7 separate regions of the Mus musculus genome follow, and all the other regions are linked to region 5. A link is a contact called in public HiChIP or PLAC-seq and promoter capture Hi-C data. All regions are on one chromosome and are shown on one strand. The core of a region is the stretch at or near the end of the contact, and the rest is flanking DNA. Distances in the headings are between cores, read along the strand shown.

Evidence for each region. Promoter capture Hi-C pulls out the DNA fragments that hold promoters and counts their contacts. HiChIP or PLAC-seq counts read pairs in DNA pulled down with a chosen protein or histone mark. Capture Hi-C pulls out chosen DNA fragments and counts their contacts.
Region 1: a contact with region 5 is called in an H3K27ac HiChIP or PLAC-seq map of microglia, with 5 times the contacts expected there. The contact joins the promoter of Neurl3 here to the promoter of Rev1 in region 5. A contact is called at or near these places in 2 of 39 promoter capture datasets (liver and pre-B cells) and 1 of 115 datasets of contacts at active chromatin or transcription factors (microglia).
Region 2: a contact with region 5 is called in a promoter capture Hi-C map of liver, with 2.7 times the contacts expected there. The contact joins the promoter of Kansl3 here to the promoter of Rev1 in region 5. A contact is called at or near these places in 2 of 39 promoter capture datasets (erythroid cells and liver), 1 of 484 Hi-C or Micro-C datasets (embryonic stem cells), 2 of 115 datasets of contacts at active chromatin or transcription factors (astrocytes and pancreatic cancer cells) and 1 of 9 other capture datasets (liver).
Region 3: a promoter capture Hi-C map of pre-B cells shows a contact between it and region 5, with 2.1 times the contacts expected there. The contact joins the promoter of Map4k4 here to the promoter of Rev1 in region 5. A contact is called at or near these places in 1 of 39 promoter capture datasets (pre-B cells), 1 of 484 Hi-C or Micro-C datasets (embryonic stem cells) and 1 of 115 datasets of contacts at active chromatin or transcription factors (pancreatic cancer cells).
Region 4: a promoter capture Hi-C map of liver shows a contact between it and region 5, with 2.5 times the contacts expected there. The contact joins the promoter of Cnnm4 here to the promoter of Rev1 in region 5. A contact is called at or near these places in 3 of 39 promoter capture datasets (liver and pre-B cells).
Region 6: a contact with region 5 is called in a promoter capture Hi-C map of liver, with 3 times the contacts expected there. The contact joins the promoter of Ankrd39 here to the promoter of Rev1 in region 5. A contact is called at or near these places in 3 of 39 promoter capture datasets (liver and pre-B cells), 1 of 115 datasets of contacts at active chromatin or transcription factors (pancreatic cancer cells) and 1 of 9 other capture datasets (liver).
Region 7: a contact with region 5 is called in a promoter capture Hi-C map of liver, with 2.5 times the contacts expected there. The contact joins the promoter of Uggt1 here to the promoter of Rev1 in region 5. A contact is called at or near these places in 2 of 39 promoter capture datasets (both in liver) and 2 of 9 other capture datasets (adipose tissue and liver).

Annotation. Positions count from the first base shown.
Region 1 is chr1:36,272,164-36,274,863 of GRCm38.p6, reverse strand. Neurl3 (neuralized E3 ubiquitin protein ligase 3) reads left to right here and starts at 1,439. Exons shown (of 4, transcript NM_153408.2): 1 at 1,439-1,526. The coding sequence starts at 1,499.
Region 2 is chr1:36,367,804-36,370,675 of GRCm38.p6, reverse strand. Kansl3 (KAT8 regulatory NSL complex subunit 3) reads left to right here and starts at 1,495. Exons shown (of 22, transcript NM_001310513.1): 1 at 1,495-1,571; 2 at 2,642-2,872. The coding sequence starts at 2,693.
Region 3 is chr1:39,899,521-39,902,318 of GRCm38.p6, reverse strand. It overlaps Map4k4 (mitogen-activated protein kinase kinase kinase kinase 4), which reads right to left and starts at 1,406. Exons shown (of 32, transcript NM_001252200.1): 1 at 1,033-1,406; 2 at 745-810. The coding sequence starts at 1,089.
Region 4 is chr1:36,469,947-36,472,856 of GRCm38.p6, reverse strand. Cnnm4 (cyclin M4) reads right to left here and starts at 1,260. Exons shown (of 7, transcript NM_033570.2): 1 at 1-1,260. The coding sequence starts at 1,164. Gm33454 (predicted gene, 33454) reads left to right here and starts at 1,088. Exons shown (of 3, transcript NR_168706.1): 1 at 1,088-1,395.
Region 5 is chr1:38,128,210-38,130,959 of GRCm38.p6, reverse strand. It overlaps Rev1 (REV1, DNA directed polymerase), which reads left to right and starts at 1,294. Exons shown (of 23, transcript NM_019570.4): 1 at 1,294-1,498.
Region 6 is chr1:36,545,758-36,548,505 of GRCm38.p6, reverse strand. Ankrd39 (ankyrin repeat domain 39) reads left to right here and starts at 1,254. Exons shown (of 4, transcript NM_026241.4): 1 at 1,254-1,420. The coding sequence starts at 1,321.
Region 7 is chr1:36,242,737-36,245,664 of GRCm38.p6, reverse strand. It overlaps Uggt1 (UDP-glucose glycoprotein glucosyltransferase 1), which reads left to right and starts at 1,363. Exons shown (of 41, transcript NM_198899.2): 1 at 1,363-1,595. The coding sequence starts at 1,538. It overlaps Gm39625 (a long non-coding RNA gene), which reads right to left and starts at 1,356. Exons shown (of 2, transcript XR_865343.3): 1 at 1,182-1,356.

The DNA of each region.
Region 1 (2,700 bases), core at 190-2,689, 1.9 Mb after region 5:
AGAGCAGGCACCCTGATTGGGCACCACACACCTCTGTTAGGGGGATGTGGCTAATCAACAAGGATCTCTTGGCTCCAGCCCTGAGCAACCCAGCAAGGGAGGAGCATCCACAAGTGTCCAGAGACTGGTGTGCCTGCCAGGAGGTGCCAGGAGCCTGAACCTCTTAGACTGAGCCAGCCGGGGCATCGGGGGAACTGCAACCTTTAGAAGCCACAGGACTCCGGCCCAGGTGACTGGCACTGGCTCTAGAGCAGCTACCTGTGGTCTTGGCAGAAGTTATACATCTAGTGCAGTGACAAAGGGCGCTCAGCAAGGGTGTGGCCGGAAAAAGAAAGTCCAGGGGTTACAGCAATGTCTAAGGTAACCAGGGCTACACTGATAACACTCACCTTCCCCTGGCCACTTCTTCTCACTTAGGCACCACATGCTGGCTGGAAAAGGTCCCCAAACCAGAACATCAGACCTCAAGAAGAGGAAGGGATCTGCATAAGGTAATACAGCAGACACAACCTGGGTCTCCAGCCCTCTATTTCCCTCCTCAGTCGAACCGCCCCCGCCCCCCCCCCGCCCCCCCCGTCCTGTCTAGCTCACTGTCATTTCCAGGTGCTCCTGTTCCTTTCTTTCTTTTTTTTTTTTTAAAGATTTATTTATTATATGTAAGTACACTGTAGCTGTCTTCAGACACTCCAGAAGAGGGCATCAGATTTCGTTACAGATGGTTGTGAGGCACCATGTGGTTGCTGGGATTTGAACTCCGGACCTTCGGAAGAGCAGTCGGCGCTCTTAACCACTGAGCCATCTCGCCAGCCCCCCCCCCTCCCCGTTCCTTTCTTAAAGGGGCCACAGAAGTCACAGAATTGTGGCTTTGATCTGGAATCTCAAGAAAGACCTAATCTGGCGGGGAGGGGGGGTGGGGTGGGGGTGGGGTTGTAAGCCCCCAAACCAACCTTGCCACTGGGCGGCCTCACCTTCACAGGTCCTAGGATTTAGCTCAATCAGTTAACCTTCAGCAGCGCTGCGCACCTTCTCTATGTGGGGTTGGACACCATGCCGGCTGCTAATCAAAGTTCCTGCATGCTCTTGAAACTCCCAATGCCCAGATCTCATCCCAGACCAGGACCACCAAAGTCTTTGTTGGGGAGAGTGGGGGAGGGCGTGGCGGCGGCACGGGTGTTTACTAACATGCGATTATAATTCACAGACAAGGGCTGCTTAGAAGTCAAACAGAAAACCGTCTGCTGCAGCCACAGTTACAGCCCCTGCTTCCCTTCTTATCTCAGACCAGCCTGCTGCAGCAGCAGTCCACTGTGAGCCACGAGAGGTCATGGGGAAAGTCCCGGATATCGTCATGCGTGACAGCATCTAATTAATCAACAACTCTGTAACGTGAGCTCCAGCCTATAAAAGGGGAACCTTCCGGAGTCTTGTAACCCTGACCACTGGCCTTCACAGACATCTTCAGACCCAGGGACTTGTGCCCCAGGAGGAGCTCAGGCTGATGGGTTCTCTCCTCAGCCCTGAGGCCAGTAAGTAGATTTCCCGTATGCCTTGAGCTGGCTTCTGGAGTCCTGACTGCATGGAGTACAGGTGGGAGGTCTGGAAAGGGGAGATCAGAGACTTCATTGGCTCCTAGAGTGGGTTTCTCCATGGTCTGGGCTGCGCGAGGGCGAGAGCTTCCTGCCTTCCCAGGAACCCAGCAGAAGCGGGGTGTCTGGTCCAAGATGGCTGCGGAGATACACACCCCTCCTTCCCACCCACTACCTGTAAGCAGTCTTTATCTAGGAACTGGATAAGGGAGAATCAAGGCTGGGGTGGGGAAAAGGGGAGAGCTTAGGAGGCCGGTGGAAAAACGAGGGATTTCAGCCTTGCCAAATTGTCGGTGGCAATGTGGACAAGTCATTTTTGTCCCTGGACTCTTGGTTTTTTTCTCGTCTGAAGGTTGGGACTATGCCACCACCCTGCTGTCCTTTAGGACTCCAAATGTAGATATCTAAATAGTAATGAGATAAGAAGTTTCTCTGAGACACCAGTACCTGTGGTCACGTGTCCCCTTAGCAGAGGGGCCTGGTGAGTGAGCAGGAAATAGCATGCCACCCCTTAGAACAGAGACGGGGACCAGGCACCCTAGACCTGCCCCCCCAAGCCAATCAGTGCCCCTGTGTAGGGCCCTTGGCAAGCACCCAAGGCTTGCTCACAGTGGGCGGCCACGCCCAGAGCCACCTCTGCTGTGGCAGCTGTGTTTGGATTCAAGGCAGGGCAGTAACAATGCCAAAAGGGATGGGGTATAACAGGTACAGATGTGGGGGGGGGGGAGTGGGAGAGGGAGAGGAGGGAGGAGGGAGTGGGAGAGGGAGAGGGACTGAAACTGTGTAGCTGAGCCCACAGTCTCCTTGGGGCTGGGAGGACAGGAAGGGACCTTTCTTGAGCTTCCCCAAGCTCTGCATGCTGGGGTGCAGAGGGGAGAACAGGATTCTGCAAAGGGCTGACTGGGTGCCTGGCATCCCAAAGACCTTGATGCTGAAGGTGCTGGCAGTTAGGAGGCCATCACGGAGCAGGTGGCTGAGCATCCATCACTAAAATCCCCAGAGCCTTGCAGCAGAGACTATAATTTGTCTTCATCTGCCCAGGCCTGGAGATGACCCTACAGACATGGCTGGCCTGTCCCAACTTCCTAGCAGTCTAGATCCAGGCCAGCCTCCG
Region 2 (2,872 bases), core at 246-2,745, 1.8 Mb after region 5:
AACCCAAATCGAACCAAACCATCAACCAAATTCAAGGTCTTCCCTGGCTGCATAGCTAGAATGAGCCTAGCCTGAGATACATGGGACCCTGTCTCTCCATCCCCTCCATAAATGAAAAAACAACCAATAACACTGAGTTCTAAGACCGGGAGGTGGGGGTCGCTCATAGTAATTGCCATCAAGAAATCAATGGAGCTCTTGACAGGTGGCAGAAATAATTGACTGCATTCCCCTGGCAACCTGGTGAATCAGGGTTTAGGCATTTGCACATTTCAAAGTTGAGAAAAAGGCTGAGCCAAGCAGTTAAAAGTCGAACCTTAAATTCATTGTTTTTAATAGCTGAGTAGTACTCCACTGTGTAAATGTACCACATTTTCTGTATCCATTCCTCTGTTGAGGGACATCCGGGTTCTTTCCAACTTCTGGCTATTATAAATAAGGCTGCTATGAACATAGTGGAGCATGTGTTCTTATTACCAGTTGGAACATCTGGATACATGCCCAGGAGAGGTATTGCTGGATTCTCTGGTAGTACTATGTCCAATTTTCTGAGGAACCACCAGACTGATTTCCAGAGTGGTTGTACAAGCTTGCAATCCCACCAGCAATGGAGGAGTGTTCCTCTTTCTCCACATCCTTGCAAGTATCTGCTGTCACCTGAATTTTTAATCTTAGCCATTCTGATGGTGTGAGGTGGAATCTCAGGGTTGTTTTGATTTGCATTTCCCTGATGATTAAGGATGTTGAACATTTTTTCAGGTGCTTCTCAGCCATTTGGTATTCCTCAGTTGAGAATTCTTTGTTTAGCTCTGAGCCCCATTTTTAATGGGGTTATTTGGTTTTCTTTAGTCCATGTTTTTGAGTTCTTTATATATATTGGATATTAGTCCCCTATCTGATTTAGGATTGGTAAAGATCCTTTTAAATACCTAATTAAAAAAACCTGGGGGAAAAAAAAATTGAACCTTACATCTGTCCTCTGCCTCATCTTCCACCTCATCCTAGTCTGAGCTGTACCAGTTTCTTATTAAACTCCGCAGAGCCCTAGAATTGTATCCCAACATTCTGCAAAGCTTTCCCTCCCTCTCTTCATCTCCCCATCTCTCTGGTTTGCTTTGAGGTCTTGAGACAGGGTGTCATGGTGTAGCTCAGGTTGTTCTGGAACTCACCTCGATCCTCCTGTCTCAGCCTCCAGAGAGTGCTAGGATTATAAACCCCGATGGGCTGAAATAAACCCCACCCGCACACTGCAAATTGAACCCAGCTCTGTAACAGGGAAGGGGACACCGAGCGCTGGGGTGGTCTGAACTATCTTGCTCTTTGTCCTCACTTTTCCCACAGAAAACGCAGAGGGAGAACGTCTCTGCCCCGGGAGTCGCGCGCGCTTTCCGCGTTCCCCACAGGTTAGCCAGGTCCCGGGCGCGGATCCGCTCCGGGCTTTGCCGCTCGCCGCCGCGCGGTTCCGGGAGAGCGATCTGCTTCCGCGTTTTCCTCAGAGCCCAAGGCGCCGGGAGGTAAGGCGCACGCGCATTGGGGTCCGGCTCGGGCGAGCGCGCGGCCGACAACTGCGGGTGAGACGCGGTTTTGCCCCGGCGCGGGTGGTGGCCCGTGGGGTTCCAGGCGTTGGGCGGCGGGCTCGGAGAAGCCCTCGGGGCTCCGCGGGCATGAGGGGTCGGGGGCTGAAGCCGCGGGCCAGGCCGGGCCGGCCGGGCGGGGCGCGGGAGGCAGACGCGGCGCTGGGGCGGCCGAGGCGCGAGGCCGAGGAGGGCCCCGGGAGGGGAGGTGGGGCCGGGCGGCTCCTCCTCGCCGGGAACTCGGGATGACCTTGGCCGAGTCGTCCGGGCTCCGGGGCCGCCGCCCGGGTGGGCCGTTTTGAGGTTCTGCGGTTCCGTGGCGGGAACCTCTCAGAGGAGCGGGCCGTTTGCTGGGCGCCTCGCCGAGGGAGGGCGAAGGAGGAGAGGCCTTCTGAGGGCCCGGCCGGGCTGAGGGCGGGCTCTAGTTTTTCTCTTCCCAAAACTCCGGAGTACCATGAGGTTGATGCAAACCTTTGGTGGAGCGTGACCCTAGGAGAGTCCCCTTGACCTCAGCCCAAAGCAATGAAGCTTGGAGGCCCGCGGTGCCCGCCTGTTGTGCTGGGGCCACCCGAGCAGACCAGCCCTGCCCACGTCCTGTTTAGGGGACGAAAAGTAGGGACCTTTAGCTTTTGATGAATTCATGTTTGTGATCCCTCTGGTTTGCAAAAACCTTTACCACCCAGGAAGAAAATTGCCCAGCAAATTTAGGTTTTTGTTTTTGAGATGGGATCTCAATATATTGCTCTGGCTGTCCTGGAACCCACTCTGTAGACTAGGCTGCCCTTGAACTCCCGGAGATCCGTCTGCTTCCGCCTCCCCAGTGCTGGGATTAAAGGCGTGCGTCACCACGCCTTGGCAATTGCAAAGGTCATGTTTTTGTGAACTGTGGAGTCTTGTCAGTTTACAGTTATAAAATTGTGTATGGCACCGTTCTGTTTGGTGGCGGTGTGGGAGGACACATAGATGTGCATAATCAAAGATCGAATGCTGAGCATAAAGACATGTTTTGATAGTGAAAGTTGGGAGAAATGGAAGCTATTGAATTCACAAGCCCCCTTTCACTGCAGGTGACTAGCATGCAGATATTCACACCCTGACTTGGCTGCTTGACTACTGACATGGCCCACCGGGGTGGGGAGAGGGACTTCCAGACTTCAGCTCGGCGGATGGGTACCTCCCTGCTCTTCCAGCTTTCAGTGCATGAGCGGGAACTGGACCTCGTTTTCCTGGATCATAGCTATGCAAAACCGTGGAGTGCCCACCCAGATGCCAGTAGTGCCCGCCCCACCCGCATGCTC
Region 3 (2,798 bases), core at 157-2,656, 1.8 Mb before region 5:
ATTTAAAGAGAGAGAACGACCAGGGGTGGCGGGTGTGAAGTCTGGCATCCTCTCTACTCCTTGCTCTCTCTCCTCCCAGCCATCTCAATTACACAGCTGTCACAAAGGTTATTCCTGGAATTCACATTTTATAATCCCCACACTGTAATTCCTCCTGTTCCCGTGGCCCAAAAGCACACTCCCCCGCCCGCTTCCCCAAGATACTGTCCACTAGAACAGGGTATGCTGGCCAAGCTTTAAAATCAGTACCAGGTAACGCTAGCCTCCCCAAGTTGGAGCCTACGGCAAGCACTCCGAAGGCAGAAGCACGATGACATGTCTCAAGAATACCAAGGCAGTGGCTGAGTGGAGTCATAGGCAAGGCCTGTCTACACCGAATTTTAATTCACGGACAAACGCAAACGCATGAAGGCCAGATTTGGAGGAAAGGGGGTTTGGGGGGAGACCCTGTGGTCACCCTCGAACACAAAATTCCTTTTCTATTTTGCTAAAGCCAAGTGCATGCCTAACAGTGTAGCTTATTTCCTTTATCTCAAAGCCAGGAAATGAGGTCTTTTAAGGCCAGTCTGAACACAGGCAAAAAAACAAAAAAGAAAAAGAAAAAAAAAGAAAAGCCAGGCGAAACCCCCTTTCCCAACTTTGGCCAGGCGGCACGGCCTGCAGTCAGCAGCGTTTCGTCACCCTTTCCCTCGTCCCCTAAGAAGTTTCTCCACGCCACGGGGAACAAAGGCGCCCCACACCGACCTTATAGACTTGTCCATAGGTGCCATTTCCAACCACTTCCACCAGCTCAAAAATCCCAGCAGGGTCCTGGAGAGAGAGGAGGGGGAGGTTATCAACTCAAAAGAGGGACCCCAACCGAGGAGGGCGAGAGGGCGGAGGGAGGGATGCAGGGCGGTGACAAAGGCTCGCCCCGCCGGGTCCCCGGGAGCGCCGTGGCACCCGCCCGCCCGCTCGCCCGGCAGACAAAGGGGCCGCCGCGCCCGCGGGTGTCCGTGTCCACCGCGGCGCGCAGGGCGCGGCCGCACTCACCCGCAGGGACGACAGGTCAATGTCCACCAGGCTCTTCGCGGGAGAGTCGTTCGCCATCTTCCCCGGGTCGCCGCTCCGGGAGCGGGCGAGAGAGCGAGAGACGGGCAGGGGCTCGGCGGCGCCGGGGCTCGGGCCGCACGGGCAGGCCGCCGCCGCCCGGGCGGCTTGTCGTCCGGTCGGAGCGGAGCGCGGCGCGGAGAGCGCTGGCCGCGGAGCTCACACCATGGCTTGGCGGTCCTCCCTCGGCCCCCACCCGCCCCCCGGGCGTCGCCCGCCGCCTCAGGCCCCGGCGCCCCGCGCGCGCGCGCCTGCACGAGCGGCCCGGAGCTGGGGCCGGAGAGCGCGGCGAGCGAGCGAGCGCGAGGCCGCGAGACAAAGATGCCGCGGGAGGCGGGGGCGGGGGCGGGGACGCGGGGCACCGACCGGCGCCGCTGAGGAGGGGCGAGCGACTCCCCCGCCCCCTCCGCCGGGAGAGCGGGCGGAACCCGGCCCTCGCCCTCGCTCGCTCGCCGCCCGCCCGCGTGAATATTCAGCAGGGGTGGGGCTCGAACAATGGCCGGGCGGCCGGCCCTCCGCGGATGGTGGCCCGGCCCGGGGTGGGGCCGGGAGCCCTCGGGGCCTTCCCGGAGGAAGTGCGGGGCGCGGCGGAACACCCCAGCCTCCGCTAACAATGAATGAAAGACTCGGAGCGCCCCGGCGGCCCCGTGGACACCCCACCCGCGCCGCTCGCCCGGGAGAGGGTGTGCCAGGACGCGCCGGGGTCGGGCCTCGGACCCCTCCGCCGCCTACGGCCGGTCGGTCCCGTAGACCCTCGTTTCCTTTTTACCCCCCAAGGGGTGTTCCTCTCCTTTCTCCTTTCCTGTCTCAGTTTGTGGCTTGGTTGCTGCTGGAGGATTCGCTGAGCATCACTTGACCGTCCGGGAGAATCCAAAACAGTCGCTGTGATTGCTCGCTGCTGTGTTCCCCGAGCCAGTTTGGCCCATGGGAGGGAGGGCGGACGGGCGAGCCCTCTGCTCGGGATCTAAAACCCTGACAGTACCTGGATGGAGATCACCACGGGTCACCAAACAGGCTTCTTCCAGCATGCCACAGCAAGTCAGCTAGGCAGTTCAACTACTGTCCCTCTTTATCACGTCCCAGGACCAGCCAAAAACATGTTTAGTGACTCCCTGTTACCTCACAGCGGGTGTTCTCAACAGTATCCCAGAATGGCCAGGTACAAGATCGCTGTAAAATTGCTTGACTCCCACATGTAGAAGGCCTAGAATGGGCCTGATAAGTTAAGAGATGAAGCTAAGCTTGGTGTTACATGGCGCCCCCCAAAATCCACTGTTTCATGGGCATCTAGTTGTCAATAACGTTCTGCACCTCCCTCCCCACACACTCCACACTGTTCTGATTTAAGCAGTACACACCTTATAGCCTCGGAGTAGAAAACCCCCAATACTGCAATTGTTGTACTCAAACCCTAAAGACCCTAGCCTAGAGAGGAGCGAGCATACTCTCCACTTCGGCCTATACCCAGAGTTCAAGTCGCTGCCCCCAGAGAATGTCCAGCGCTCTTCTGCTTGGGTTACGTTCTAAGATGTTTGACATGAGACTCCATTGTAGAGTGAAATTATATTCGGAACTCCCAATATCTGTTCCTTAGGAAACGCACAGGAACAAAAATGTTGGTGAATTTGTTAGCGCTTGTCTGGTTTGGCTTTGTTATTATTTATTGATAATACAGTGATGTGTGCAGCCCATTTCATATATCTTATCTT
Region 4 (2,910 bases), core at 11-2,510, 1.7 Mb after region 5:
AATGGCATCACTGCGGATCATGAAGCAGTCGTGTAGCTGGGTCATGATATCCTCCACAGTTTTGGTCCTTAGTTCCAGGGCACCCTGGATCATATTTAACTCCTCCTTCACCAAGTCATTATAGGGCTCTGTCACCTTCAACATCTCCATCAGCTTCTCCCGATTGTAAACAGTGCGAATCTCCTGACCTAAGACGAAGTCCAGGAGTTTGCTAATGGGGAAACTCAAGGGAAAAGTGAGGAGCATAAAGACTTTGGTGAGAACAATAGTGTTGGCACCCACAGCCAGCCCGTGCCGGGAGCACAGGGCTTGAGGTAAGATCTCCCCAAAGATGACAATGCCAATGGTAGAGGAGGCCACTGCCATGATGCCAGACCCGATGAGGTTGTCTAGAAGGATGGTGAGGGAGGTGTTGACTAGCACGTTCCCCAGGAGCAGCGAGCAGAGCAGGTAGTTGCCCTTGCGCCTGATGGGCTCTATCTTGCGAGCATACTTTCTCTCCTTCTCAGTTCCACAGTTCTGCACGATGCGCAGCTCCATCGGGTCCAGGGCCATAAGCCCCAGGTTGAGGCCAGAAAAGATGCCCGACAGCACCAACAGCACCATAACGAGAAGGATGTGCAGCCAGAGCGGCAGAAACCTCCCATGCTCCTCCACCATGAAGAGCAGGGAGTCCTTGTCCGTCCATCTGGTCCAGGGCCCGTCGGCCCGGGGCCGGGTGCACAGCGCGTACAGCTTCATGTTCTCGCTCCTCCGCAGGAACTTGGTAATCACCACTAGCATCCCCGACGTGTTCCCGCGGCTCACGTTGACCAGCCGCTGGACCACTAAGTCCTTGGTGAGCTCCAGGCAGTTGGTGGAGTTGTGGACCGCCTCGGCGTCGTCCACCTCGGTGAAGGAGATCAGGTTGCTGGAGATATCGCCCAGGCTGTGGCCATAGAGCCTCAAGTTCACCGTGCTGCCCTCGGACACGAAGATGATGCCATCCGGGTTCATCCCGCACGACTTGTTGCAGCTCGCTAGCCTCATGCCTAGGATCACGCTCTGCTGGGGGCTGCTCTGGCCGCTGGCCGCCCGCGTCCATAGCAGCAGCAGCGCAGCCAGGAGGAGGCGCCCTCGGGCCGGCCAGCCGTCCCGCCGCCCGCCCCCGCCCCCCGGCGCCATGTTGCTCCGGCCCCGCCGCTGCCCGCGCCCCGCCGCGCGCCTCACTCGGCGCCTCCGCTCCTGCCCTCCTGCCGCTCCGCTGCCGCCGCGCCAACTGCCCCAGCCGAGGACCTGACGTCAGACCGCGCCCCGCCCGCCCCGCCCCGCCGCCCCACGCCCCTTATTTGCATGCGATGTCCCGCCCCTACCCACGGCTCGCGCGCCCGGCTTAAGGAGGTCTGCGCCCTTAAGGTAGAACGGCGCGGGGCGAGCGCGGGAGCCCGCAGCGGGGGTGCGCCCAGCCAAGCTTCCGCGCGGCACCGGGCTTCTCCCGCGCTCCTCCTTAGGGAGCCCGGCTCCCAAGCCCCACGCGCTCGGTTGCTTCCGGGTCCCCTGCACTCTGTCGCTCCGTTCTGGGGCGGGTGGTGCTTCTCCGCGGGCACAGCGAGAAAAATGCATTTCCTGGTTTAGAAAAAGAAAAGGGAACCTGAGGGTTCAGGCTGGCGTTACAGCCTCCTTACTTCTGGGATTTTCGTTGACCTTGACCCAATGCCAGAAATAGGTTGTCACTGCCCCCGAAGTCCCCCAGCCCACTCCTCGGTTCTGTCTAGACCCCTAAGGTGCTGAGGGACCAGGCTCTGACCTAGGTTTTTCACCTGTCATTTCTATTTAGGGATGAGTTTTCATTGAACATGTACTCTTGTTTCATACTCTAACGATACGGCAATGAACAAGCCAAAATTCTTGCACATCTTTAGTTTACAGCCTATCATCAGAAAAATGGCAGTAAACAAGACAAGCCATACGGGGGCAGGAGGGGGAGCGCAATAAGCAAGTAAACACACACAGGAACACTAAGTGTTTTACTTCTTACAGATGCAAATTTTGAACCTAGGCACAAAATCCTAGGCCTTTCAGATCTTCACCGTTAATCCTAGTCCCTGTCTGTAAATGGCGGTAAGAATGACTGGTTTTTTTTTTTTTGTTTTGTTTTTGTTTTTTGTTTTTTGTTTGTTTTTTTTTTTTTTTTTTTTTGAGACAAGGTCTTACATAGCCCGATATGGCTTTGAACTCTTCAAATCTGAGGCTGACCTTGAACTCCCGATCCTATGTCCATTACCTCCCAAGTGCAGGGTTTACAGATATGCACCACCATGCCTGGATTGATTTTATTGTTTAGTTATGGTTTTAGTTTTTAATTTGACGGCAGGAAGAGTGATAACACAGCATCACCTGGCTAAGCACGTGAGAACAACTGGCTTACACACCGAATATGACATAACAACTCTCTGTGAATAGTCTTTGCCTGTGTAGTAATAGTTGTTGCTGCCTGCTCTTTCAGGACCATACCCTTAACCCCAAATTGTGGTGACTGGCCAGCTGAGGCAGCTGCTTGTGGAAATGAACTGAGGGGTGGGGCTGCTGTTCTAGCCTTGAGATCACTGCTTCCTGGTCAGCCCCACTTGGATGTCATCCGGCAGCTATGAACTCAGTGTGTGGGGATGACCACAGCTATCCACCCACAGCTGTCCACCCTGTGAAGGGCAGGACACGGATGACAAACATCCTTACCTCAGTTGCAAGAGCTATACTAAGCACAAGGCCTGGGTTGACCCCTGGGTCTCCCAGCAGGGCTTCTCCTGGCCCTAGAGACACAGTCCTTCTCTATGTCTCTGTACAAACCCCTGTGTTTATTTTTACTTTGGTACACAGCCTGCCAATTAAGGCAACAATCAATACCAGCAGCAAAAATCCAAACATAATGGA
Region 5 (2,750 bases), core at 45-2,544:
CTCACAAGCCTCATTTCCCGCCCAGCGGTATTTCCGAACACAAGCTGGTGGTGTTGCAGCTCGTTCTGAAACTCCTGCAGTTACACTGTATCTAGCTCTTCAATTGTGGGTCCAGAGAAACAGAGCTGGGAGGGAATACTGAAGTTGAATTCATAAAGGAGAGCGAGCAAGTGGAGCAAAGGGGGAGAGGTTAAAATCGAGACAGATATATATATTTCCCATGTACATATACATACACAGAAAGAGAGAGAGAGATTTCGATTATCTCCTGTCTCTCTGGGAAAGGAACCTCAGGTTTGCAAAGTCAGTTTTAAAAAGAGTACTACTGTTTTCTAAGTGCCTGCAAACTCCTTTCAAAAGTCTTAAGGTGGGGAAGGAACAAAAGTGTTCAGTCTAGGGCGAGGAGTTGGTTGGCTTAATGTTTGAGCATTCCAACAATAAAGACTATCACAATAACCATGCAGTCTCCCATTGAACAGACACTACAGAGGCGGGGGAAATGGGCCTTAAGAGACTGTTTTTTTTCTTTTTTGCTAGGTGTATTTAACATCCACGAATAAATTGTGTAGCTGCTGGTTTTTTGTTTTTGTTTGTTTGTTTTTAACCATCACAAGGGAAAGCAATTTTCTTCAGGTCTGTGTGTTGCAAGTGGGAAAGGCAGGTAGAGCACAGGACCGGCAGTGGTAAGATTGTGAGGGACGTCGTGTCTGGACACAGCCTAGCTGGCTGCCAGCAAGTGACCTGGCATTCCCGCAGACCCGTGTGGGCCGCGGTTCTCCGCTCGCCGACCGAGCATGTGCTAGCCTGTGAGCGTCCTGGCCGCCGCTAGGTGGCGCCGCACATCAATCGGAGCGCGGTGCGGCGACGCGTTTCGCGCCTCGGCCGACCCTGCGCGGTCGTCTACCCGGTTAGTCCCGGCACCCGCGCCCTCCGCGGCGGCTGGGGAGCCCGGGCGGGGCGGGGCGGGGCGGGGCACGGCGGGGCGCGGCTGCGCGTCGCTGCAGCACCATTAGCTAGCCGGCCCCGGCGGGAGGCAGCGTGGTGATGCGGCGGGTCCCGCGCCACCTCCGCCCAGCCAGCCGCACGGTCACGTGCAGCCGAGGCGCTGCTCTCCACCCCCCCTCCCCGCGGGCGCCGGCGCGAGAGGAGGGCGGGGCCGGGGTCGCCTCGGGCCGGGCGCGAGCAGCGCGCGTGCGCCGCGCCCGGTGAGTGCGTGCGGGGCCGGGCCAGCGGGCCGCGGTGTGGATGGGAGGGGGAGCCGGGCGCGCGCCAGAGGAGCGGCGGGGGAGGGGCGGAGCTGCCGCGGAGGCGCGAGGCGGGCGCAGCGACTGAGGGAGCGTGGGCCGCGGTGCGGTGCGGTGCGGCTGGGCGGCCGCCTGACCGGTTGCCTTCCCCGGCGTTCCCCTCAGCCGCGGGGAGGACACTGAACGACGGCGGCGCCCGCGAGGCCCGAGGAAGCGGCTGGGCCCGGGCATGGTGGCCTGGGGCGGCGCGGAAGGTGAGCGACCCCCGGGCCGGCGGGTGGGGGAGGGGTACCGAGCCTCCGCCGTCCCCGCCTCCGCCGCACGAGCGGCCCGAGGCGCCGAGGCCGGGGGCTCGCGGTGCTGCCGCGAGGCCTCCTGCCTGCCGCGCCGCGTCGCCCCTGCGCCTCCGGCCGCCGGGTTATGTAACGCGTGACCTCCCGTTCCCGCTCCACACCCGGCGCTCCGTCGCGCGCCGATCGGGGCGCCCGCGGCCCTGCCTCCGAGTCCCGCCGCTGGCGTCGCAAGTCACCGGTTCCTCCTGCGCCGGCGCCTGGCCGGCCATTCATTCCCTCGCGCGTTCGAGTGTCCGCTCCGCCAGCGTTTGCAGAACGTGGCAGGGGGCACCCGGGGCCCGCGCCGCGGGTCTTCGCTCGTCCCCGGTGCATCGGCTTCTCCCCTCTGCCTTGCTCTTAGGCATCCCGGAGGCAGTGTTTCTCTCACTCCTTTTCCCTTGTCACTTATCTGTCCCCTTCATGTGCAGGACACCTGTCCCCAAGTGTTTGTACAGGTGCTCAGTTCACACTTGGGTGTGCTGTTATAATAACAGTCGGGGTGCACCGAGGGGGCACTTGTTTGTTTGGAGACTCTTCCTGTCCCGGGTTTGCAAAGCCCGGACTTTCCTGTAGTATCGTTCCTTGATTGTTTAAAAAAACACTACAGGTGATACATGCCTAGGATTTCACCGTGTGTTTTTTGGTGTTTCTTGGGTATAAAGTAGAAATGGTATGTAGATAAAAACAAGAGACCTCATAAAAAGGATTTGTAACTATTAAGGGCTATGTAACAGCTCTTAAATTATTTGCTTGGTCTCTGGCTTCTCTAGTACCTGTTCTTCCTTTACGTAGAGTAATAATACCACAATCTTGTTCCTATGGAGTGCGCATTAGCTCAGCTTAGCAAGACTCCATAAGTTTGCTTTCCCATATTGACCGGGCTTTGCCCAGGCAAATGCTGCTAGAATACCCTTCCGGCCCTTCCAGTGCTACCTGTGATGGACACTTGGAAGCTTACCTGGAGCTCTCCATCCAGGACTTCAGTCTGCACGAGTGCACTCGTTCATTGCTTAGACTACTTACTTGCCATTTTTCTTGAATTTCTGTTTTCTTGTTTGTGTCTTGTAGGTCCTTTGAGGTCAGTATGTACCAAAATCGTGTATCTTGTCATGAAACTTTACTCCTTTTTATGGTAAATAATGCATATTTGTTCATTTTCTTAAGGGTGGGAATC
Region 6 (2,748 bases), core at 5-2,504, 1.6 Mb after region 5:
ATGGGACTGGGAGCCAGAGCAGGGCTACTCTGCTTGGGAGCTGGACTTGGCCTGGTGCCACAGGGAAACAAGGCAGAGCGTTCGGGAAGAGGAGGAGAAGGAGACGGTCTTCCCAGAACTATAGGGAGGGTGAGCAGGGAGTCAGGGGCTGAAGGAGAGGCTTCTCAAGTTGTGTGGACAGTGTCTTTATAAAGATGGAGATTAGGACAAGCTCCGTGGGAGGGGAAGAATGCTAGTCTCGAATGTCCTATCTGGGTAGGGATAGTCCCCTATTGCCACCCAGTCAGTATCAAGCCCTTGTCTTAGTGAGGGAGTGGTGTAGGCCCAGATGTTCCTGGGAAAAACAACAGGCCCAGCCTGGATTCATTTCTGAGCGCCCTTAATGAGAGCTGCCTGCCAATCGGATTTCGAGAAGGAAAATAGGAAGGAGGAAAAAAAAAAGACATTTTAAGATTTTGTGTTGTGCTAAATTTGATGCTGTTGTTGGCTGCAATTTGGACACACCTGGTTTAGATCAATCTAACCGGTACATAGGAACAGAGACCACAGTGAGCTCTCTGCCCACCCTTAGCTGCCACCCCACCCCCCACCCCCCATACACTTGGATGACCCTTGAGCAGGCTGCTGTTTCCCTGAGTGTGGGTCAGAAGAGGCTGGGAAATACTTGAGTGTGTTTCCCTTAGCTCAGTTGTCTGCCCAGTGGGTGTTGGCAACCAGCGCCCACTGAGTGGGCAGAGGCTTAAGCACAAAGGTGGTCTACCAGGTCCTTGCCCTCAGGCCACCTGCTTCCTGATGGATTGCTAAAGAACGAGGGTCAGAGTGTTAGTAGCTTTCTGGCGGGTCACTGATCTGACCATGGATGGCCTACAGCTCAAGTGATGCTTGGGAGATGAGAGAGGGACTATGGGCCGCGTCTAGAGTCCTTGTGCCCTGGGGAACCTGCGAGGCCTCGGTTCTGGCGAATGCGACATAAACACTACCAGACAGGCCAAGCTGCCTGGTCCCCTCACCCTACAAGGCGAGGCTGCACGAACTGTCCTGCCTCCTCCCGGGGAGCTCAACGGATTCCCGAGCCTTTGCTCTTCCTTGTGCTTAGTTAGCCTTGGGCGCCCTCCCGTGGTAGCAAAGCAGCAAGGCTCAGTCTATCCAGCCACACCTCACCACTTTCATTGGTTGCTAAGCTAAGGTCTAAATGCAGGATTGGTTGGCCTGGGGCGAGGAGGCGGGACTCGAAGGTCAACTACGGACGTCGAGTGGTCAACCTGGGACGGAGGGGTGGGCATTTCGTAGGAGCGCTTGGCTGCAGTCCCGGCCGCCGGGATGGCGGCGCCGCACCTTTGCGCGGATGGCTCCTGCTGCTCTCACCCTAGTGCGGTGCCCGGGGTACAGCAGACGCTGGAGGAGATGGACTTCGACAGGGGTGAGAGGGGTGAGGCGGCCGCGTTGCCGGCGGCGGGCAATCTCCAGCCCCATCTCCGGGAACGTGGACTGAAGGAGGCCTCGAACCGTGTTTGGAGCTTCCGGGCCTGGTGCAGGAAGGCTGGCTTCAAAGCGTGGCAGGAAGCCCCTCGACTACTCCGTCTCGAGTGCGGACGGGTAAATTGAGGCATTGGTTTCTGAACTGGGTCTGGAGACCAACCCAGCTAGGAGACAGCCTGGTCAGGTGACAGAGGAGCTAGGGAAAGAATCTGCAGTTGGTGGTTCGTATCCACCGGGGAGGTCAGGGCAGCTGGCCCTTGCTGCTCTCGGGTGTGAGTGTACAAGTTTTAGCAATGACAGTGATCTCGAAAGATTTACTGTGGAGCGCAGGGGTGTGACTGTTTTGTCCAAAATCATACAGAGATTTTGCTATTAGCAGTGGTCCCTGTTCTTCTGTGCCGGTTACCATGTTATCCCCAGGAACAGGTAGTTTGTGCAGTTGTAGCAAGGTTGTCATCAGTGTAGGGCTGATGATACGGAACACTTGATGGTTACCATAGGAATGGCTTCCTAGCGGGCGGCGTTTCTCTACACCTCTGCTACCCCCATCTTTTGGACTAGGGACATAATAGGACTCCCCGCTTCCTCCTCTTGAAGTGTTTTCTCCGCTGTACCTTTAGAAAATAACAAATGAGATGATTACATTTACGCTTTTTTTAATTTAAAGACTATTTATGTGCATTTAGCTCCTGGAGGCCAGAATAGGGCTTCAGATTCCCTGGAATTGGCAGTTACAGATGTGACCAGCTGAGAAACAACCCTGGTCCTTTGCAGAGCAGCCAGAGCGCTCTCTCTCTCTCTCTCTCTCTCTTTTTTTTTTTTTTTTTTGAGACAGGGCTTCTCTGTATAGCCCTGGCTGTCCTGGAACTCACTTTGTAGACCAGGCTGGCCTCGAACTCAAAAATCCGCCTGCCTCTGCCTCCTGAGTGCTGGGATTAAAGGCGTGCGCCACCACCGGCCTGGTGCAGACAGAACTCTTAACTGAGCCGCCTCTCCAGCGCCTCCTATTGCGTTTAGTTCCCCAAGCCAGACTGACTGTTGTGTTTCTGTACCTCTTTATGGTTCTCACCCTTGCAGCCATCACCCTTATGTTTCTAAAATATGCAAGCCCTCTGTCCGATGACATGGTCTGTTTTGTTTGTTAGTCCGCTTCAGGCTGACTGAGGCTTTCCCGCCAGCATTCAGTTCTATGGCACTTCTTCAGGGACCCCCCTTCCTTAGAGAGTCCTCAACCTGGGGACAATTATGCCCAGTTTAGGTCTAGAGATA
Region 7 (2,928 bases), core at 114-2,613, 1.9 Mb after region 5:
TCAAAAGTCGGAGAGAAGATTTGGAGTAACGGTCAGTGCTTGCGTTCTCTCTCTTTCTTCTCTGTGTGAGTGTCTCCAGGTTGGCACACATGTGTGCAAGTCAGTGTCTCCAATTTGGTACACATGTGTGTGCATGGGTGTGCAAGCTAAAGATTAGTCTCAGCTGTCATTTCTCAGGACAATGTCCAGTTTGGTTTTCTGAGAGTGTCTCTCACTAGTCTGAACCACACCCATTTGGCTGGTAGCTTGCTGGCCAGTAAGACCCAAAGTTCTGCCTGTCTCTACCTCCAGTGTTTACTTGGCTAGTATGTTATGTGTGTGTGTGTGTATGTGTGTGTGTGCATGCACGTATGTATGCCTGTGTGTGTGTGTATGTATGAATATATGTGTGTGCCTGCACACAAGCTCAATTGACACTTCGTATTTTCCCCAGTCACTCGGTATTTATTGAGGTAGAATTCTTGAGCTCAAGAATTCTGGCTAGTGTGGCTAGCCACTTTGCCAGAGGAATTGTCTCTGCCTCCTGAGAACTGGGATTACAGGTAGCTATTACTACAATTTCTACAGGGGTCCTGGAGATCTGAACTGTAGTCTTCACATCTGGGCAGCAAATACTTTGTCTACTGAGTCATCTCCGCAGCCCGTGCCTGGCGTTTGCGGTGTATTCTGGGAATTGAGCTTAGGTTTCCAGCTTAGCAGCAAGAACCTTTGTCTTTTTTGCTTTCTTTTCCCCTGATGCTGCTTGGGTCTTGGAGGTGGTGATATAGGTGTTTCAGTCAGAGCTGAGATCATTTAGTCTCAGTCAGTTTGACTAGTTATGGATCTCTGCATTAACCAACATCACATACTCTAAAACAAATTTATAACTTTTTCTTCCTTTTGAGATAGGGCCTTGAACTCACAGAGATTCTTCTGCCTTTTTTTTTTTTTTTTTTTTTCTCGAGACAGGGTTTCTCTGTATAGCCCTGGCTGCCCTCGAACTCACAAATCCGTTTGCCTCTGCCTCCCGAGTGCTGGGATTAAAGGTGTGTGCCACCACGCCCAGCATGAGCTTCTTCTGCTTTTTGTGTCTTGAGTTTGTGTACGTTTATTTAACTTGAGAGGAATAAATAATAAAAATAGGGAGAAAAAGGTTGAAATAACTATCTGCCGGGGCGGTTGGACTGCGCCTTGAAGCTCACCTGCTTGAACTGGGTCTTCTAGGATCTTAAATTCAGGAGGCGAGCTGGCTCAACCAGGAGAGGGGAGGGGCCGAGAGAAGGGGCGGGTCTTATGCCGGTTTCATGGCCGCTGCGGGACTCTCTGGCAAACCCCCGCCGCACTCGATAGCCGGAAGTCGTCCTGCCTTCGCCTCTAGGAAGCGGAAGTGCAGGGGCAGCTGGCAACTGGGTTATTGCTTTGAGAAACCGGCTTGTGAGGAGCGGCGGGAAAGGCGCGTGTCGGCTTCTCACTGGCGCAGCCTCCCCGGCGATCGCCGCTGCTCCGCCCTGCCCAGGCGTCGTTGCAGACACCGGAGTGGACGAAGCGCGGCCCGGGCATGTGCAGCCGGGGGGATGCGAACACTGCGGATGCCGCGGCTGCGCGGCGGGTGACAGGTACCTTGGGTGGCGTGGGGAGGCCTCGGGAACAGGAGAGGGGCCAGCGCGGGAGGCGACCGTGAGTCCGAGTCACCTTGGGCTTCCTCTTGTACTCTGACTCGGTTTTCCCTCCAGTGTTCTCTCCACGAGCGCCTCAAGTCGTCCCCAGCGGTCTTCTGGGGACAGAGTGGCGGCGGGCTCACTCCAGCAGTCCTGACCCTGTTTGAAGTGTAGGAGGAGGAAGCGCCCCCAGGACTTTAGACCAAGTCTGACCCTAAGTAGGTTGAGAATCAGCATTTTGCATGATTCTGGAGAAACGAGTTGGCGTTTTTATAGGTTTCTGAGTTCAGGTGATGCATCTGTGGGTGATAAGATCTCTTGGCGTGAAATTGGACGGTTCACTTCACTTTTAGCTTGTGATCTGTGCATCTCCAAAACATTGTGATCGTGAGCTCTTCTTGCTGCTGGGCTGAAAGCTCTCTTGTTCTGCATTTGTTGCCAGGTTTGAAATGGAGAGAGTGTTTTGTTTGTTCTGAGACCTATGATCTTGCCCTTGCAGTGCCTTGGAAACATCTGTGCCCGTGCAAGCTTATTGTAGTATAAAGTTCTTTATTTCCTAGTAATACCTTGTACACTGCCAAACGCATGAAGACATAGTCATGTCTGTTTGCTTGTCCTACCCCTTTGGAGGTAGGGTCTCAGGATCATAGGCTACCCTTGGAATCCCGGCCACCACCAGATCTGCTTGGAGACATTTTACAAAGCTAGTTAACACTACAAAACTGGAGCAGATTGTAGCCTTTCCACTTGACTTGTTTTTGGTAAACTTAGCTGAAACTTTTCTTTCTTAAATAAAAAATTTTATTTTGTTTACTTAGATTTTGTTGTGTGTATACAGGACAACTTAGTGGAGTTAGCTTTCTCCATCCACCTCTGTGTGGCTTTCTTTTTAGGGCTCAATCTCAGGTCACCAGGCTTGCATGGCAAGAGCCTTTACCCACAGAGCCATCTTGCTAAAACTTTCTTTTTTGCTTTCTTGAGGGAGGAAGAGAAAGGGAGAGAGGATCTAGATATAGAGACACAAATTAAATGTCTGTCTCTCTGTCTGACTGTTTGTCTATATCAAGAGGTGGGAGAGAGAATATGAATTTGTTATGTAGAGACCAGAAGACAACTTTAAAGGATGGCTCTCTCCTTCCACCATGGGGGTCTGGGGATTGAATTCAAGTTTTCAGGCTTTGTAGCTATTGCCTTTATCCATTGAGCCATCTCCCCGGACCCAAAATTTTATTAAAAGAGGTAAAACAATACTTTGTAAAGTAGCAGGGTATCTTAGTGTGCATTTAACTAT